3 separate regions of the Mus musculus genome follow, and regions 1 and 2 are each linked to region 3. The links are chromatin contacts, called in public Hi-C maps. All regions are on one chromosome and are shown on one strand. Each heading gives the region's core, a stretch centred on a gene start, on an enhancer-like site or on the middle of the called end of the contact. The rest is flanking DNA. Distances are from core to core; before and after follow the strand shown. Region 1 overlaps Gm51621 (a long non-coding RNA gene). Region 2 has its middle 12 kb from the start of Gm23216. Region 3 has its middle 43 kb from the start of Col3a1.

Region 1 (4,361 bases), core at 835-3,334, 410 kb before region 3:
TGATGAGTGCATGGTAGGTATATTACCCACAACCAAGGAACACCTCGAGTACCCAGACAGAATGTTCCTTGCAAAGTAAAACCAAATTTACAATGTTCAAAAATAAATTTTTGAAACCCAATTCAAACTTGGGTTTTGTATTGCTTGTTTTGTATTTATTTCAGTCTCAAATCAGGTATCTTTGAGTCTTGAATGCCTGAAAGAGAAGCAAGTTATTGTTGGGACTCTTTCTGGACATCTCTAAAAAGCGTTAGAAACTCATTCTTATTTTATGTATCTGCTTCTAAGTTAGGAAAAGAACTCTTTGTTTGCTCACTTTTATTTAGTGCCTGACACCAAACTTGATTTAGGTTTTGCTTTTTCTGCCTGAATTATAATTATAATACAAATGTGCTTTATGCATGCTTGCCTTTTCAAAGTTTCCATAAACCATGGCTTGGGATAGAAAACAATTTCAAAATTCTGTAGGTTTTCTAGTTTGATCTAATGATTTCATAACCCATGAACCTCCTATTATTTAACTTACGGAAGTCTCTGAAAAATGATAGGTCCATTAAATATTTTTGTCACATTTTCAGTCCTAGAAAAGGGTATTTTAAAGTTTATGTTTTACTTTTTTCAAAAATGATTTTACATCTTAGCAGTAAAGGATAAGTTTGAAGCAATTAAGGGCTAGGGAAATCTGTTTTTTTTTTTTTTTGTTTGTTTGTTTGTTTGTTTGTTTTTTTGGTAATTATTAGTTTGCTATTCTCTCTCCCAATACGAAGTAGAAAACTAACTCTCATGTTAATGATTTCTCAGAGCTAGTATGAATTAATGAACTCACTCCGTAGACCAGGCTGGCCTCGGACTCAGAAATCTACCTGCCTCTGTCTCCCAAGTGCTGGGATTAAAGGCGTGTACTACCACTTCCCGGCTTGATTCTTTAGTTTTAATTGGGCAGTTAGACATGTATTTCCTGTGGACTAGGGTACATAGCCTAGTAGTAAAGGTAGGGCAATAAAAATCAGAGTGTAAGGTAATTTCTATAAGTCCATGACATCAGAATCTATCTGGTGCCATTTTGCTAGCAAAATTTTGTCTTGAAACAAACACAACAACTATCACAACAAAACCAAAAATACAAAGGAAGTATATCTCTGGGTAAGAATAGACACCGGGAAGTAAAAGGTTCTACATAAGACTTCACTTTTCGAAGAAAGTGAAGACCAATGCAGGTTCTCAGATCAATGACCGCATCAGGAAAACGACCTTTGCAGAACATTTGGTTGGAGCTCTCTCAGTTATTCTACTCGGCTTTATTATTTCCAGGTTAAGTTTCTTCAACAAAATTTGAAAGGATCAGTTAAATAAAGAATCCAATTTGTTATTTCAAAACACTGCTGCCTCACCAATATGCCTGGCTATCTCAGGACAGTGTGAGTGGATAGTGTTACAGTTTACACAAAATGCCCTGGCCACATGTGCATCTGTGACCTTGTTCTACAGGAAGTCAGTGACATGGGCACGGTGAATCTATCCTTCACGGCTTCTATTCAACATCCAGAAAAGTAATGCAAAGCAAAGGTGATGATGAAGGTATATAGGAGTCCTAGAAGTCATGTCACTTCACCTTAGGCATTACTATTAAAGGCAACCATAGTCACTAGGGTTATTCTCTTTATGTTTCATACCATATAAAGAGCAGTTGCAGATTTTTCAAGTCTGATTTGAATGTAGTATGTCAATTCTTTTTTTCATATTAATACTATCTATGCATTTACTTTTCTCAATATCACACTCTCTGAGAGGAAAAGAAAAAAAAGTGGCCATGGTCAGGCACAATAGTGCATGTGTGTGTGTGTATGTATATGTATGTGTGTATGTATGCATGTGTGTATGTGTGTGTGTGTGTACTTGGCAGGTATATATTTGGCAGTGTGTTCAAAGTAATGGCTATGTTTGAAGTAACTTGCCTAAGAAAACTTCAGCTTAAGCCAGAGCCCCTGTAACTCATTTTTACTTGGGTTAATATTCACTTGCCTTTGTTCTTGCTGGGGCAGGAAGATTAGGGGCTTTCTGACAGGCAGTGTGGGACTTGTTAGATAACTGCCTAAACAACCCAGTGCAGTCCCTGCGCCACCCCAGATTAGAGTGGATTCTATCTTGATCTGTAAACTAAACATTTGCATTTGGAACAGGGGGAGCTCAAGTCTGGCTTGTCTAATCTTGGTTTGAGCACCCTTAAGTAACTTGCTTGATTTTCACCACCAAGCACATTGCTTGCTGGGTAAAAGATCTTTCATTTGCCATAACAAGATCTGGAGCTTAAGTTGCAATTGCTGGGAAGGCAGCTTTAATGTTTTCCTTTCCCATGAAAATGAAAACCAGAGAAAACTGTTTCCTGATTACACATCAACATTACAAATGTCTTATGGCAAAGAAAGATGAGCCTGGTTTGTGCAGAGCAACAGTGTGGGTGAACGATGAGGCCTCTGCAGTATGCCTGAGACTTTATTTTTTGCTTTAGAAGGAAATTCTCTTTCCACTAGAATTATGTCTCTGGGTGGGTGATTCATAAACAGAGGACCTGGGAAAGGATTCTGTCTCTTGAACCTATTTACAGTTTTAATCATAGCCAGCTGCTCAGTTGCTGGAGGAGTTTAGATTTTGCAAAGGCATTAGGAGTTTTATCTTTTGTGCTTAAAACTTTAGATCGAGGTCACGTTAAGATGTTGGTCAGTAAATAACTTAAAACCTTTCTTAAGAATGTGGACATTCCTTTTCAATGCACAGGGAGGCAGTTTTAAGGTATTCTAAACTCAGCGTGGTAGAGTTTAAAACCCTTTTCTTTGATGCAAAACAGCTGCAGCCCTGTTTTGAGTGGCAGAAACATTGCCTCTGCCTCTCTGTCTTCTTACACTTTCCAGGCTCAAGGCAAAGGATTAAGAAATTTAACATTTTTCTTCTTGTCAGGCACATTCACAGCCATTGCCTTTACAGCTAAATGGTACTTTTAAAGAAAAGGAATTTCAATTTATACTTAAGCCCAATAGCCTAAAGACAGTAGGAAAACATTAACCTCTTAAGAATGTTGCAGAGGTTGAAAATATTTTCATAGTGTAGGCATTATCAAACCTCCAAACATTTTCTGCTGAATGTGACCTTAACCAACACACTGGCCTATACATGTCCAGTCTTATTTATCCTTAGAATTTACTACTAGTACTAATATTTATTTTATGTGTATGGTTGTTTTCCCTGTATGTATGCATGTGCAGTATGTGTGTGCCCCATGCCCTTAGAGTTCCCAAGAGGGCACCAGATCCCCTGAGACTGGAATTGTGCTGATTGTAAGCCACCATATTGGTGGTGAGAACAGAACCCAAGAACTATAGATAACCACTCTAACTACTATTAACCACTCTAACTCCAAATAACTCTGCTCAGTAGTTATTTGAGCTGAGACAGGAGGCCAATTCCATTTCTCACTTAGCTTACAGAAAAAAGACTTTAGAGTTCAATTTCTCTCAATGCTTTATTGATGATTGGTCTATATGATGCTTGTCTCAACACAGTGAAAAGGTGATCATTGGCATTACAATGATGAATGCCCCATGTCTTAGAAACTCCATTAACAGATGAATAGCTACTTCTGAACAGCACCCTTCACAAATACATATGGAAAATACCCATATACATGTAAAACACACATACACACACACACACACTATTGATAATGCCTACACTATGAAAATACACACACACACACACACACACACACACTATTGATAATGCCTACACTATGAAAATACACACACACACACACACACTATTGATAATGCCTACACTATGAAAATACAGATACACACACACACACACACACACACACACACACACGTAAGCCTTTTCTTTTTCAATTACTTTACCAGCTGTGTACCTTGAGGCCAAGCTGGGCCAATTATATTTACTTACAGATGGTTTCCCCATGGAAATTTTCTTGTAAGAGTTAAATGATTGCATCTTCTGGGAGAACTTGATCTTATATTAAGTTAAAGAATATATTAAGGAGTATGGGGATAAGATTATAATTTGTAGCAAAATATGCTAAAGCGAATGTTTAGAAATGTAAAAACATGATTCTTTGATAGTTGTCAGTGGCCTATATGTAAGACATTTTGAAGAAGAGAATGATTTTAAGCAAATTCTGACACAGTAACCTTATTAAAAGGTAATTACTCATACACATGGATATCATATGGCTTATTCGTTGAAGATAGGCCTTGGTTCTTTCTCTGCCCCCTGCTCGCAGAAAAAAGACTCAAGAGTCAACATATCCTTACAAATACCTTGACCATATAGTTAGCCTTTTCTCTGACTAG
Region 2 (4,807 bases), core at 1,955-4,454, 320 kb before region 3:
AAAAGTTCAACTTGTAGTTCAGAAGGAAGAGAAATTGGAAACATCTGGTGAGTTCAGTTGCAGACATGGCTTGAGCTGACGTGCGATGTAATAACCAGGCAGCTGACTAGTCCAGTCTAATTCTGGTGAATAATATTTTCTCAGCAGTCTCCTGGCCATAGAGTATCAAAAGGCAATGGGAACATGTTGTAAAGTGCCTTGATGCCTGGAACAATTACACTCTGGAAACATTGTCTTGGCTGGCTGAATATGACCACAGCCACAGCTCACTCTGCAAACAGAATTAGTCATGGAGAGACTGTCGAACAGCATTCTGCAGAACTTTCTTGTTCAGGTTCAGCGCATGATATCATGTTGTGCCTTCACACCCTGGAATGATATTGATGCCAAACACTAGGCATAAAATATAATGTAGGACTTTGCTTTGCATGGTTAGATAAGAAGTCTTTCTCAGTAATTGCTGACTGTTGTCTTTGTAGAGTTATTTTATGTACATGTGGGTCTGTATTTCAGGTTTATCTTTTATTAGTATTTTAATATTATGAAAAAACATAAATTATTGGTGTCTATAGAAACACAATGATCTCCAGTTCCTTCATGTGCTTTTGTGTCTTTCTGATCTTTCATCTCTCAGTATTCTTCCCATGAAAAAAATTACTTTTTGTTCCCAGTGTACATATACCTTGTGATTTTTGTATTTTAATTTATTTATATGCCTGTATTCAACCAATTATGTCTGATTTTTTTAAATTTAAAAGTGATTATTTATTTTTGTTATGTGTGTATGTGTGGTTGCCTGCACGTCTGTTTGTGCATCACACATGTGCCGGATGCCCACAGAGGCCAGAAGAGGGAGTAGCAGCCATGTATGTGCTGGGAACTGAACCCTGGTATGTCACAAGAACCACACGTGCTCTTAACTGAGCCATCTCTCTAGCTTCACTTACCTGCCTCTTAAAATTAGGCTGATTTGTAAGTATGTTCCTTGTGATGAGTAATTGGAGAATTTATTCACAAATGAAGAACAAATGTTTATAACAGAGATGAATCAACTAGGTAATAACAAGACCACACAGTACTTTGGTATAAAATCTAATTTGGCTGCTAGTACTCATTTTTTTTTCTTCTATGGGTCCACTCTTGTATCTGGCTTTTTTTTTTAAGACTATCTTTCCCTGTAATTTTCCAAAGGCAATTTTCTTTCACTGAAAACATCAGTGAGTAAATCTGCAATTATTGACCACTTTTGAAGGCTGCTGATGGTTTTGCGATCTGATGGAAGAGGTAAGTGTGCTCTAATGGAAAGTTAGAGTGTTTTCTGCTCTATACAGATACTATAACCTAAAGTATGGCTAAAGCCAAGTCACTGCCTCAAATTAAGGAAACCTCAGAAATATTGTTCATAGTATTAATTAATTGTTCACATTATTTATAAACCAGTACCATCAACCAGTACTTATTGAATATTCCCTTATACCAAATACAACTCTGAATATTGTAGCAGACATCAGCTAGACATCCAAATTGGTACAACACACAGTGACACATAGATAGGGATTTTTCCAACTTTGGTTTTAGTATCATTCTGCATTCAGTTAATAAAAACATTTTCTTTAAGTTGAATATGACTTTTATATATCATTTGTTCTATCATTTACTGCATTTAATCTTTAGAAAACTACTCTTTTAGTCTGTTTTCTGAAAGAAAAGCTTTCTTTCTTGAATGCTTTTGCCCCAGAGCTTCTGTAATGTCACTTCAGGTTTGTATGGACTAGCTGAATTTCATGCCCAAACAGCTGCATTTTCTTTGTGCAGGCACATGTGTGTATTAAGGTACAGGCAGACAATGCATAATGATGCTAGAATATATGGCTTTTATGTTTTAGGAGGGCTAGGGTATGGTCCAAAATATGAGAAATTAAGATAATTTATGACAGGGAGTGGCAGGAGATTATCTTACTTATTGACTCCATGTTTTCTGACTCTGGGAAATTCCTTGTATTTTCTGAGGCTTGTTTTCCTTGTCTTTGGAATACTGTGAATACCAGAAATAATATTTGTTGAGCACCTTGTAGAGGGAAATCATAGTTTGCACTAAACGCGTAGCTAATAACAGAATCAACGACTGGGGGTTAGCAGGGAGAGTAAGATCTTCCTGCCAGAGGCAAGAATCTGTGAGGTGCACATGGATACTCCATGTTTCTGTCCTCCACAGCAAACCAGATCATCTATGAGGTGCACGTGGAGACTCCACAGTTCTGTCATCCACAATAGACCCAGCTGGTGCAGTCTGCATGTAGCTATAAGATGAATTCATAAGCAGGTAATCCATCTGCCATCCTACATATAGTCCAATCTTTTCATTTTTGCAGCACTGGAACATGAGGCCCAGAGAAGTATAATTTGCTCAAAATGCCACATTAAGTATGGCAGAAATCTTTGAAAAGAACTACAAACTCAGGAATTCTTTAATACAAATATTGGTTGTGCTCACCTGCTTTCACAGTAACTGAATTCATTATCATTCTGCATTTTTATAAACGAGAACCGAACTCCTTTTTCTTTCATATCTTTTGCTCTACAGAATTGAGTCACATTGAACATTTTATACTGGCAGTTATTATTTTAAATGTGATGTCTGATTCAAACCTTATGTTCATTAGCTTTCAGAAAAGTAAAAAAAAAAAAAAAAAAAAATGCCCGAGGGTCAGCAGATGTTGAAGGACGTAGGTAGACAGATAATTAGGAAGTGGTTTTCTAAGTAAGGGTTACCCTAAAATTTTATGCACACTCTCCTTTGATCTTTGGACTTTTTTCTCTTTGGCCTGCGTATGATGCTGGAATCCACTGTAGCTGGCAATGGTTTAATTAATCCTTTTCACGGAAAAGTTCATGTTTGCTAACAACTACAGAATTCATTTGAATTTACTTAGCTAAAGGGGAACATGATGAAGAACGATAGAGTGAGGTCTTTGTCTCATCACTTACAACTCAGCCTCCACTGTTTTTGTTTGTTTTAGTTACATTTTCAAACATTCCCATTTTCCCATGTTCTGTGCTCGCCTTGGGAAACCTTCTAATAGCATAAACGACAAACAGGAGTTCCTGCCTGCTGACTCATCAGTTCGGTTTGGCAGGACTCTACTTGCAAATGCTGCAGCAGGCCACTTTCAGAGTAAGTCCCTGGCAGCAGATGTCACTGTTGGTCTGTCTAACTCTGGGGCCTTTCCTCACTAGTGGAGCTCATGAGCCTGACCTAGTCAAGCCTATATTTCAGGGAGCATGGTTTTATGAAACATTTAATAGTGGCTCGTGGGACTGATTTAAGAGTCATGTCTCGATCTTGTTTCATTACACAGTATTTTAAATACTGTTATTTTTCACTTTTGCTTCCTATGTTCTGGGGAATCAAATTCAGTACCCTTGCATGCTAGGCAAACATTCTGCCACTGACTTATACCCTGCACCCTTGTTTATTTTGAGACTGAGTTTCACTGTGCATTCCAGATTGGTCTTGAAATCTTGGCTCAGCCTTGTGAGTGTTGGGGTTACATATGTGCAACACTAGCCTCCATTTTTAATAGAGATCTTTTCTATTAACTTGAAATGTTTTTCCTTTCTTCTCTCTTGGTTCATGTTGTATATTTTATTTTTGAGGATTTATTTATTTTATGTACATGAGTACTCTATAGCTGTCAGACTCACCAGAAGAGGGCATCGAATCCCATTACAGCTGGTTGTGAGACACCATGTGGTTGCTGGGAATTGAACTCAGAACCTCTGGAAGAGCAGTCAGTGCTCTTAACTGCTGAGTCATCTCTCCAGCCCCGTGTGTATTAAGAATGGAACATCTCTCCTTCTTTTCTCTCAACTGTGCTCATTTGCTCATGTGTAAATCCCTTGATGACCCATTCTGTAAGAGATTTTTTTTCAACATCAGTTTTGTACCCACAGTTTTACTTAGTTTTGTGAGCTGTCTATCTATACTGTCTGTTAACCTCTCACATTCTTTCTTCTACTTACTCTTCTCTGGGATTCCAGGACAGTGACCTTAGAAGTCACATACCTCAGACTCAGCTTTCTGAAAGCGTTGAGTAAGACTTGATACTGCAATGTGAGAGTGGGAGAGGGGGCAAGGCATTCTCCAGTCTCTATTTTACTATTCTGTTCAACCACTAAGCATCAGTTTGTGATGGTAGCTGTAGGGTAGTCCCAGCCTCTTGCTTCTATTGGCACTTCTATAAGAAGTCTCATAATTTTCTCTCAGAGGAACCCACTGCCGGCAGCAGCATACATCCTTTCTTCATAGTACCAGATGTGAGGCACCTCCTGCTATCTCCTAGGTTCTGTTTATCTTTACCCTTTGTTTCCTGTGTCTCAGGTCTGTAACTGCTTCCTAAGTTAACTCTGTGTCTCTAACCTCCATTAAAACTCTGTGTTGAAAACCATGGTTTTCTTTTTTCTTTCTTCATGACTTGTTTTTAACGTAAAAAAAAAAATATATATATATATATATATATAAAGTAGCAACATCACATCATGTTTTGATTAATATTTTTTCTGCTTGTTACACTTACAGTTTGTAGGTTGAACTCTAGGTATTTTGTACTTTTTGGCTAATATCCACTTATCGATGAGTACATACTATGCATGTCCTTTGGGTCTGAGTTACCTCACTCAGGATGGTATTTCCTAGTTCCATCCATTTGCCTGCAAAATTCATGATGTTCTCATACTTTAAAAAAAATGATTATTTTATTTATTTACACTTCAAATGTTATCCCCTTTCCCTGTTTCTCCTCTGCAA
Region 3 (4,957 bases), core at 162-2,661:
GGGTCAAGAGAATCCAGAGGTCCAGAGCACTGTGAGTCCTCTTACAGGTTTCTTTGTGTGATGTTGACCCTGGAAGGCTCTGAAGAACAGCTATGGTCTTGACTTCAGAGAGACTTTTCTGGCTCTAGTGAAAGCAAATTCAAGAGAAAATTTGAAAACCAGACTCATTTGTTTTATCATAACAGCAATGGTATCTGCCTCCTGTTTCATTTCCTTTTTGTCCCTATAGCCTCTGTCAGTTTTCAAAATTAAATCTTCCTATTTTTAAGTTAAACTCTGAAGTCTCAACCCAGCTTTGCCCACATTATCCTTTCATAAGTATCTTGCCCCATAACTGTATGTTCTGTTCTCTGAGGTCATTGTTTTTGAGACAGCTGATTTCATCGGCCATCTGTACAAGGATACTTTCCACATGTTCTTAGCTACCCCTTGACCTACTATTCTCCAATTAGTCACACATTTCATCATGTTCAGCCACCCTTCCAAATGAATCACTTTCGTGTCTAAGTGCCACGTAGGAGGCTGTGAGAAAGCCTAGAGTGGAGCAACTTTGCACTTAATGTTTCTTTTAAGGAGACCTCGCCCACATGGCTGTTGAAGACATGACTTCAGTTGACTATTCTCTTGTTCATCCTATTTCACAGCATATGTCTCTATGCTTTTTGACTCTTTCTCAGAATAAGTCCTTGAAGAAATGTGCTGCATTCCTTGCTCTGAGGGTTGTGACATCTTTTCCTGTAAATTGTCCTTTGTCTTTCTTCCATCATAAATATTGCTGTTTTTATGCTTTGTTCCCTTTGAAACTCATTCTGAATCCCCAGTGTGTGATATTAAAAGATGAGCTTAGGTCAAATCGCCTTCCAAGTCAGTGGTTCTCAACCTTTCTAATGTCAATGACACTTTAACACAGCTCTTCATGTTGTGGTGTCCCCCAACCATAAAATAATTTCGTTGCAACTTTATAACTATAATTTTGCTATGAATTATGCCAAGAACCAAATTTACATGCTAAGCTAAATCATTTAGAACACAGAGCCTCTTCTACTCATAAAGATCACATCTTATTATGGGGCCTAAAAAAGCCTTTAAAGCCACATTCTGGTCCAGAGGTCCACCTGGATCAAGTTTTTTTTAAGTCTCTAGTCTTATTTAGCTCACTGGACTGTAAAACATTGTTGCATCTGGCATGACCTATCTCCTCAATAATCTATGTCTTTCCTCTATTGTATCCCAGGTTCTGATATTCATAAAGATCTCAGATGACAAGCAAGTGTCCCTGCTGGCTTCTATGAGTCCATTCATCAGAGACTGACTTCCCTAGTTTCATCTCAGGTTATGCAGCCTTTGCTTCAAAGAGGAATGTGAAGTCATAGCACACACTTAAAGAGCAAGCAGACTGATCCTATCTCCCTCCACGAGTCACAGTCCCATGAGCCAGGCTGTGAGGACTTGTGTTATTCCTTGTTTAAAAGTCAAGCACTATGCATGCTGATTCGTTTGTAATTATCAGATATTTCTTATGCTGGGGGCATAGGTTAGGTTTCTGTGTGTCTTTTCAACTATGATTTCCATTTCTTTTGTATTAAAGTGCAGAACTTAGTGGAGTCTTAAAGGCTGTCTACATTCCTCTCTTCCCACTATTGGCCTAGGTTTCAAGGTTTTAAATTAGAGGAAGCACATATCTCATAGGTCTTCTTTTTCCTTGCCAACTATGAGGAACAACAAGCAAACATCTCCATTTCATCCCGCTATCCTTTTATTTTTTCCTGTCAAATCAGACATGGATGCAGGTCTCTTTTCCATTGTAATTCCTCCCCTTTGTGGAAAGTTCTTACGGTATAGACAGCTGAGCCTCAGTTTTTGGTCTTATTATCCATAACTCAGGCGACTCAGCAGCCTTCATGGTCTGCATACAGTCAAATATACATGTACTTCTCAGGAACTATTTTCATTGTACTCAATATAAGTCATTTGAGGTGCATTCTTATATTTGTTTGACAGATTTATTCATCAAGGAAAAAATGCCACCCAATACCATGTAAAAAAATAAAATTAAATAAAAGAAAAACAGGTTTTAGAGTTCCCCTGAAGACATTTTACTTTCCAAAGGATAATCCTTGTATTTGTGTCTCACTAACCATCATATGGAGCATACAACTGCCAATATAACAACAAAATTACAATCTCCCATCATACACTTACTATCTTCAGGTAGAGGAATCTCAGTTGCCCATGATGTTATCCATGCAATGGCTCTTACCTAACATGTCTTTGGGTCTGTCAACACCACTTTGTGCATTGATTGCATTATATGACTTTTTTGGTAGAGACATGAACAGATATTTATTCATCTAAAAGGAGGTACTGAGAATAAGTGGATATTAGCCTGAAAGCTCGAAATACCCAAGATACAATTCACAGACCATGTGAATCTCAAGAAGGAAGACCAAAGTGTGGATGCTTCAGTCCTTCTTAGAAGGGGGAACAAAATACTCATGGGAGGAAATACTGAAAGTGTGGAGCATTAAAGAAAAGACCATCCAGAGACTGACCCACCTGGGGATCCATCCCATATACAGACACCAAACCTAGACTCTATTGTGGATGCCAAGAAGTGCTTGCTGACAGAATCCTGATATAGCTGTCTTCTGAGACTATGCTAGAACCTGGCAAATAGAAAGGAGATGCTCACAGCCAACCACTGGACCTGAGCAAAGGGTCCCCAATGGAGTAGCTAGAGAAAGGACTGAAGGAGCTGAAGAGGTTTGTAATCCATAGAAAGAATAACAATATCAACCAACCAAAACCCCCCAGAGCTCCCAGGAACTAAACCACCAACCAAAGAGTACACATGGAGGGACCCATGGCTCCAGCTACATAAGTAGCAGAGGATGGCCTTATCAGACTTCAATGGGAGGAGAAGCCCTTGGTCCTGGGAAGGCTTGTTGCTCCAGTGTAGGGGAATGCCAGTGCACAGAGTTGAAGTGGGTGGGTAGAAGGGTGAGCACCCTCAGAGAAGGAGTGGGGAGGGAGGATGGGATATCAGGTTTCTGGAGTGGAAACCAGGAAAGGGGATACCATCTGAAATGTAAATAAATTATATATATCAGACCAAAGAAAGATTTTACTGAAATCCCACTTGAAGAGCCAATGGTTGTATTAAAATCACATACAAAAACATCATTTAAGATTACTGACATGTGCATGGATGGCCCAAAAGCAACAGTATCACCACACTGCTCGCTGCAGCATGTAAGAAAGCTCACAAAAGCAGCATGGCTAGAAGTCTATGCCCAACTTGCTGGCTGCTCCATGGAATTCAATTGTTTGCTTGTTGTTATATGACTTGTAGCTGGAGCCTCATGAATTTTCCGAGTTTTAATATATCATAGTTCCAAAATGTGAAGAGCAAGCATTGTTTGTTTATCATCTATTCCACTCCACTGTCACTTGTCCCTTCCATGCTCTTGACTTTCCTTTACTGCCTTTGGATCATTGTGATAGTTTGTAGGTCTTGTATATATTTTCTCCTTTTAGATTCAATAGATTGATGGTCTCAATTACTTCCTGGTATCAATGATAGGTATCTAAATCATAGTGTACTCTATTAGCAAAGTTGAACTCCTTGATTAATGTACTTTAATTATTTTTGGCAACCCTTTTTTAATTAATTAATTCATTGTAGTTTGAAACAGGGTCTGACTATGTAGCCTATGCTATCTTTAACTCCACAGCATTCTCCTGTCTGAGTCTGTTGCATGTTGGGATTAAAGATGTGTGTCTTCTTGCAACCCTTATCTTTAGTTATTCACACCAAATGCCTCGATTTACACCACATTCCTCTTTGTCTTAAATCACTTACCCGATTTGTTAGCAACTCCGGTTGGCTATGTATCAAAATGCATTCAAAACACAACTACTTTCAACCCATCCACTGTGACCCCTTTGATAGAGGTCACCATCATCCTTCGCACAGATTATCACAATAGACTAAATCATAAACTCTGCCTCATGCAATATTATCCCATCAAACCATTCTAAGCACTACTCTGTAACTGTTAATAGCATCTGTTAGATTCAAATTCCTTATCTTCCTGAGAGGAATGGCCACAACCTCCACTTGGCTCAATAATAGTGGATATTCTATAACATCATCAAAACAAGAGAATTGATTACAATTTGACAAGACCAATAATTTCCTAGGAGATAAGATTCTTGACATTCCATGACAGATTATCCAGATTATTATGCTTTCTGAGAATGGCTGTGAAGTATTATCTAGATAATCTAAACTGAGCTGATAAGACACATCCTGAAATGAGCAGGGTTATTCCATGGGCTGGGTTCCTGGGAACAGAATAAAAAGTAGAAAGCTAGCTGAGCCCAAGCACTCAAAATTCTCTGCTTCTTGAGATGGACAAACTATGGCTGGTATCTCTTGAACTTCCATCCTCCAAACCCTTCTTTAGGTTGCTTTTGTCTAGTATTTTTTCACAGCAACAGGACTAAAACTATTATAGAAAATGACATCTGTTAGAAAATGATTGGATCTACCAGATGCTACCTATGCCAGCATTCCTGTCTTCTAACATTTCAGAATTATATTATTTGCCTGTCACAAAATTTCAGATTTCTGAAATTTGGTTGGTTTCAGCATATCTGAGATCTGGGGGTTTACTTAAATAACCATGTTAAGAAATGCTCCTAGAACTTCCTGCTGCTATGTTCATGTATTGGTAATTTTTCACTCAAAATGCATGAAACTTTGTCTTATTTTCCAGAACTGGTACACATTTTTTTTCTTCAAATTTTAGGCAGTATAAATTAATTAAATCTGTTTATTCTTTGTTTATAAGCTTTCTGAGACTAACATTTTTATTTTTACCCTTGAAGTGTTCTTAGACCTGACTCTAGCTATAACTCTGGACACTCCAATCAGTAGTGGGAATGAGATATG

The links. A called contact is a pair of places that touch in the nucleus more often than the background predicts.
Region 1: a contact with region 3 is called in a Hi-C map of uterus, with 6 times the contacts expected there. The contact joins two enhancer-like sites. A contact is called at or near these places in 1 of 15 datasets of contacts at CTCF or cohesin (the NIH/3T3 cell line), 6 of 484 Hi-C or Micro-C datasets (the C2C12 cell line, embryonic fibroblasts, embryonic stem cells and 2 more) and 5 of 115 datasets of contacts at active chromatin or transcription factors (cardiomyocytes, embryonic fibroblasts, embryonic stem cells and 2 more).
Region 2: a Hi-C map of uterus shows a contact between it and region 3, with 3 times the contacts expected there. The contact joins two enhancer-like sites. A contact is called at or near these places in 2 of 39 promoter capture datasets (cranial neural crest and pre-B cells), 5 of 484 Hi-C or Micro-C datasets (adipose-derived mesenchymal stem cells, embryonic fibroblasts, muscle stem cells and 1 more) and 2 of 115 datasets of contacts at active chromatin or transcription factors (embryonic fibroblasts and heart atrium).

Annotation. Positions count from the first base shown.
Region 1 is chr1:45,759,339-45,763,699 of GRCm38.p6, reverse strand. The region is part of intron 1 of Gm51621 (a long non-coding RNA gene); the gene reads left to right. Among named protein-coding and RNA genes, the nearest start is that of Gm51621, 3.6 kb to the left of the region's middle. Within about 2 kb of position 2,084, at least 61 of the 459 cell types and tissues checked have an H3K27ac peak or open chromatin away from gene starts, as enhancers often do. A contact at or near this core is called in embryonic fibroblasts and uterus, where this site is marked.
Region 2 is chr1:45,671,323-45,676,129 of GRCm38.p6, reverse strand. No RefSeq gene overlaps it. Among named protein-coding and RNA genes, the nearest start is that of Gm23216, 12 kb to the left of the region's middle. Within about 2 kb of position 3,204, at least 50 of the 459 cell types and tissues checked have an H3K27ac peak or open chromatin away from gene starts, as enhancers often do. A contact at or near this core is called in heart atrium, muscle stem cells and uterus, where this site is marked.
Region 3 is chr1:45,351,640-45,356,596 of GRCm38.p6, reverse strand. No RefSeq gene overlaps it. Among named protein-coding and RNA genes, the nearest start is that of Col3a1, 43 kb to the right of the region's middle. Within about 2 kb of position 1,411, at least 52 of the 459 cell types and tissues checked have an H3K27ac peak or open chromatin away from gene starts, as enhancers often do. A contact at or near this core is called in embryonic fibroblasts, heart atrium, muscle stem cells and 1 more, where this site is marked.